Regions from separate parts of the Columba livia genome. Here region 1 is linked to region 2. The links are chromatin contacts, called in public Hi-C maps. All regions are on one chromosome and are shown on one strand. Each heading gives the region's core, a stretch centred on a gene start, on an enhancer-like site or on the middle of the called end of the contact. The rest is flanking DNA. Distances are from core to core; before and after follow the strand shown.

What was found. A called contact is a pair of places that touch in the nucleus more often than the background predicts.
Region 1: a Hi-C map of crop shows a contact between it and region 2, with 1.9 times the contacts expected there. The contact joins two enhancer-like sites. A contact is called at or near these places in 2 of 2 Hi-C or Micro-C datasets (crop and liver).

Annotation. Positions count from the first base shown.
Region 1 is chr3:64,770,194-64,773,063 of bColLiv1.pat.W.v2, forward strand. All of the region lies in intron 4 of ARID1B (AT-rich interaction domain 1B), which reads right to left. Among named protein-coding and RNA genes, the nearest start is that of ARID1B, 110 kb to the right of the region's middle. Within about 2 kb of position 1,593, at least 3 of the 3 cell types and tissues checked have an H3K27ac peak away from gene starts, as active enhancers do.
Region 2 is chr3:64,713,113-64,715,856 of bColLiv1.pat.W.v2, forward strand. The region is part of intron 4 of ARID1B (AT-rich interaction domain 1B); the gene reads right to left. Among named protein-coding and RNA genes, the nearest start is that of ARID1B, 170 kb to the right of the region's middle. Within about 2 kb of position 1,494, at least 3 of the 3 cell types and tissues checked have an H3K27ac peak away from gene starts, as active enhancers do.

The DNA of each region.
Region 1 (2,870 bases), core at 343-2,842, 57 kb after region 2:
CCTGAAAAATAAAAGAGCAACAGAGCAAATCTGACTACATGTTTGAAAGAGCCTATAAAGTGTTACAAGCAAAACAGGAAAGCTTGTGTTAATAATGCATAAACCAAAGGAGGGGGGAAAAAAGCTACCCATTTAACGGAATAATGCTTTTATCCTTGCAGTTAAAATGAAATAAACCATGACTATTAAACTGGTAAGGCCATTTTTAAACATTTTCTAAGAGGGGACAGTTCAGTAACCGCTCTGGAGAGCGAGGCCTTGTGCGGGGCCGCGCTGGGCGCTAAATACCAGGCTCCGCTCGGCGGAGGCCATTACCGCCCCGTCGCCATGGCGACGCTAACAGTGCGCCCGACTTCAAAGACAAAGATGTAATTTCAGACTTCCAGCAGCCAGAGGGAGCGGTGAGAGCTTTCTGCCCGGGCGGTGGCAGCTGATGATCAATTAGAAAAATGCCCAGGACGGTTCCGAGGCGGCCTTGAACCGCCGCCCGCCCTCCCGGACCCCGGGGAGCGCCCCTCAGCCCCCGCGGGGCAGGACGCTCCTTCCCGGGGCCTCCCTCGCCAAACCACCTCGCAGAGCTGCCACCAATGCCTCTGCCAGGGGAGAGCGGGCCCCTGCGCCCGGCCAGCTGGGAGAACCCGAGCGCGTTAAATCAACACGCTTTTAATTTTATAGAGTCATTCCAACAACAAAAAAAAACCAAACCCGGTCGTTTTCAGTTTTTCGTCCTACATGAAAAGCATAGGGATACTTGCAAGATTGGTTCAGTGGAGAAAACCCTCCCAGGGAAGGAGAAAGCTCACTTTCAAGTTTTGCCACTATGTGGATACTGGCAATAAAGAGTAATAGCAGTGCAGAAAAAACAGACATTAACTTAGCTTGTACACTGCTGTATCATCAATATGCTCTTATTAAGCATGACAAAAATATCCACTGAGAAATCAATCCATAGACTGGGCCTTTGTAGGCTAGCAGTAGTGCCATGTGCTGCTCAGGAAGCCAAGAATTCAAGCTCCGATGTGTTTTGTTTTTTAAATCCACCTCAGTGAGTCTTCAGCAGGTAACACAGTTCTTCTTCTAGGTGCCATGTCCCCCACAGCATCACAGCCATATGCCATAAACCAAGAGAAAAGTAATATACTCCCTTTCTGTTTACTAAAGTTGGGTTACCCTGCAAACCCCTTAGGAAGGAGACAGAGGAGCCGCAGAAAGGATAGATCCTCAAACAATCCAACACCTTGAAGTATATTTTTTTATGTTAATGTAAACATATATAATGTAAATGGCATTACATCCATAACTTATTGTTACCTAGCCTGATGGAAAACTAAGTCTGTTCTGCAGAAACTGAGACACTTGGCCCTCCATTTGCCAGGTCATGAAACACCATGAGCTCTTGTATCCCCACCAGAAAGGCCACTTCTCACCTGACAGAGCCCTGAAGTGTTCAGAGACCAAAACCCCAAATAGAGCCGTACAGAACATACATAGCTGGCCAGCAAGCACTAACACATCCCCCACACACACACTCCAGCCCCAGATGGAGCAGTGGCACACGCCACCACATCATGTCCCTGCACCATGTTCTCCTGGTCCCAGCTGCAACACGGGCCAGCACTTGCTGGTAGATTTTGTCACTCACCCCAATAAGATTGGGAGGTACACAGCGATCCTGTGAGTGACCCTGAACCAAAAGCCCCAGGCTGAACCTGAAGGAGCATTAGCTGCCCGATCTGCGCTTGTTTAATCATGAACGTTTGAGTTCTGTGGGCTACAACATTTGGCTTTCGACAAAACAGAGTCCACATGATCTAAACGCAGCACACAGGAATCAGGAGTCTGTGGGAAATTCAGATATACACAGAAGGATATACAGAATGTCTTAGACTGCTAGAAAAGAGATTTTTAAAGTTAGAGAAGGTTGGGGTTTTTTTGTTGTTTGGTTTTTCCTTTAAACAAGCATTTTTAAAAAAAAAAAACAACCTTTGTATAGCTGATCTCATTTTGTTTCCAAGTTACATTTTTTGTGGATGTGGGTGGTGGGGGAAAAGAAACATGTCAATCTATAGGTCCTTTAATTACTCTTCAAATCTGTAGTTTCACTGCACACTGTAAGTGACAAAAGACAGTTCTCAGCCTGTTCAGCTAGCTCACTATGGCCGTCTGATCACATCTCCATGGAAATGCAGGTCAAGTGATCAAAATTATTATACAGGAAGGGAAAGTTTGTTTTTCTGGCAGAAGTAAGGTAAAGGATTTCCAGGACTGACTTCAATCTGACCTGTACTACTGTGAATATAGGCATTAAAAAGCAGGCACTAGAAAGCACTGGTTTCTAACCAGCAAAAGTTAAAGAGCTAAAATGTTTGTAAGTGTATGTGAGCATGTGCATGGGTGCATTTCTCAGCATTTCATAGGATCTGATATCTGACCTCTGTTTCTTTGCAGAGAAGAAAGACAACTCTGTAGAAAGACCAAATGGACCCTCTCACACCAAGCTGCCATCCAAGCATTGGAATGACCCTCTGGCCAGAAGAAGCCAAAGACTTCCAGAGAGAAAATATATTCCTGTACTTCATCGTACCTCAGAATGGGAACAAAAAGGCTGATACTGTGATTTCCAGGGGGGCAAAATGTCTAACAAGCCATGCAGGAAGAACTAGCAGTCATTTAAAAACACCAGTGCTGTGTATATGTAGTCTTCCTAAGTCTTCTTTAATGGCACAATCAAAACAAAGGAATGAAGACAGAAAGAAAACAGACTATGAGAGAATCCAAGTGAAGCCACAACTCTGAGATGTTACTTATTAAAAACAAACAAACAAACAGAAACCAAGCACAGACTCTAAAATTTTACAGCCTTGTTTCAA
Region 2 (2,744 bases), core at 244-2,743:
CACCCCCCACAGTGGAGGAAGGAGAAGCAGCTTTTCTTCGGTGCTTATTATATTTTTTTGTTCCTGAGCAGTAGCTGTCCCTTCAACAGGCTCAGTTTACGATCATGATCTCAGAACAACTTTTACCAGTGGGTGTCAGTGTAACAGTGTAATGATATAATGGGGGGAGGATAGGGAGAAAACATGAAAAAAACGAAGATTAAGTTTTTTTACATGCTACATTTATACAAAAAAAAAAAAAAAAGGAGAAAATGTGAAAATGCTTCCTTTCAGAGCCTATTTCACTGCTGATCTATTATACAAAAATTCTCTAATTTTGCATGTGTTTGTGTTAACATGCCCAAAGTAATTAATTTCAATTTTTGTTTTCCAGGCCTATGTATGTTCTGTGTGCGTACACACACGCACACACTGTAAGCATTTGGAATATAAACCTTTTCCATCGTCTTGACGAAATGAGACTGTCTCTTTAATTGAAATTTCACAGTGAACAGTTAAGAGGCTCTGTGGACCCCAACTTATTAACCTGTGCCAATTTAACTAGTATTACTCAAGAGGTTCAAAAACCTAAAAATAGGTGTTAATCTGTGCAGACTGACAGCAGCTAATCAGTACCTGCCCTGTCACAACTTCTGTCCCTCCTACTCACTGGGGGGAGGAGGGGAAGTACAGCACATGGGGAGGGCAAGAAAAGGAGAGCTCTGGGTTTTAAAAAAAGTATATTGGGTAGAGCTCAATTTGAAAACTTGTTCCCCTACCAGCAAGCGATGGCTTCCTGAAATCAAGAACTACTCGAACCAAATCCTTCTGTCAAAGCGATAAAACCCTTCATTTTTACTAACCATAAAAATAAACAAGCTTAAAAGAACACTGGCCCTAGTTTCAAGTCTAATTAGATGCATAACGTGCATTTGAAGTTTTAAACATGCAACTTTTGTCTTTTGAAATGTCGTTACATTTATAACCTGGTTCAGAGTCTTTCTCCACCAAAGCAACAAGGGCATGCATGGCTGTTTACACAGGTACCGATTCTTCCCTTGCCCAGCTCCCTGCACTAACCCGGTCCCTGTGCTTTGGCGACAACCCCAGCAGTTACGTGCTCACATACCCAGCTGCCTTTTATTAATATAAACAGAATGATCTGCTGAGTGAAGAGCAACCCAAGCTGCAGATTACGGACTACCGGCTGCCGCAGCTACAGGGACAACTGTAGCTCTGCCCTTAAAACCATACCCCGGAAAAGTGGATTTAAAAATAAAAAAAAAAAAAAAGAAAAAAGTGTCAGTTGGGCCAGCTCACAACTAAACTGTCAAAAATAAGCACTGAACTAGGTTATGCCTTTCTGTATATAACTCGTGCTGACCGGGCTATGCCGGATTTTGTTAAAGCGAAGAAGTATCTTCCCGAGTAAACCATTAAGCCATCACGGTCAGATTTGCAGGAAGTACCAAAATAATGTAAAACAATCCTGTAAAGCCATTGTTAAGAGGAGGAAGTAAACAACAGTGGGTTAATGGGGGAGGGGGGGAAGGGAGGCGCTTTGCGAGTCTCTTTCGTGCGTGGCTTATGAAAAAAGGCGGCGAAGGGCGCCGCTCGGGCTCCCGTTCCCGCACCGGGAACAAATGGCCGCGGCCCCGCCGCCCCGCGCCCGCAGCTGCGCCCGCGCCCCGCCGCGCGCCAATGGCGGCCCGCCCGCCCCTCCCCCGCCGCCGCGCGACCAGACCTGTTTTTGTCTGCCTCAGTGAGCGGCGCTCCCGCCCGGCTTCCTCCCCACACACACCCCCCCGGCCTTATTTTCCATCCCTGTTCAACCATCAGCCACTCGCTTTAATTACGCAGAACGAGTTGCAACTCATCCAGGCTGAAAGTTATATTGAAAAAGAGCGAGCGAGCGTGGGGAAAGAGGACGGGAGGGAAGAGGGAGATGGAAACGGGAGAAAAAAAGCAGCCGAGGGTGGAGTTAGAGCCGGGGAGGGCACGATAAACAAGGCTCCTTCCTTACAGTAAATTTTAATGCAACTTTTTATTTTAAGCTTTCTCCAAGGTCAGCAGAAACTCCCCTCTCCGCGTTTCTCCTGCTCTGCCAAGGCTCCTCAGAAAAAGATCAGTATCTTTGGTGCCTATCCTTTTAAGACACCACCTAAAAAAAGGAGGGGGAAGCGAAGTCCCAAGGGCTCCCACCTGCGCTCAGCCCCGCAGGCCGGGCGAGGCAGGCCACTGAGGAGCGGGCCCCTCTACGCGAGTTCCCAAGTTTCCGTGTTTAGGCCGCCTCCAGGTTTCGCTGCTCTTTAAGCCACTCTGAGGAATTGAACAAGGGCCACTAAAAGCCAGAGAGAGGAGAGGGCGGCCTTGGGCAAGGAGAAGCCGCCTGCCATTTGCCTGGGCCCCGGCGGGGCGAGTGTCTGCCCTCAGCACGCAATCCTCCTCAGCGTTTATGTGCATTTACAAAGGCACATCTGTGCGTGTTGGAGGGCCAGCCTGACGTGTTCGCTGCTCGCAGCAGCTGCGGTTTCTGAGGAAACAAGGCTGATTTTCTAGTCAGGCTGGAAGGGCTTTTTTCTCTCCCCCCCGCCTTCCCCGTTCCAAGCGCCTACGTGCGGGGGAGGGGGAGCGGGAACGGCGGGGGGAGGAGAGGCGGCGCCGCAGCGGAGCCTCGGGAGGCGGCGGGGGAGGGGAGTGGAGGGGAGGGGCGGGCCGCGCCGCGCCGCGCGGGGCCTGCCGGGAATCGGCTGGGGCCGCTTTCC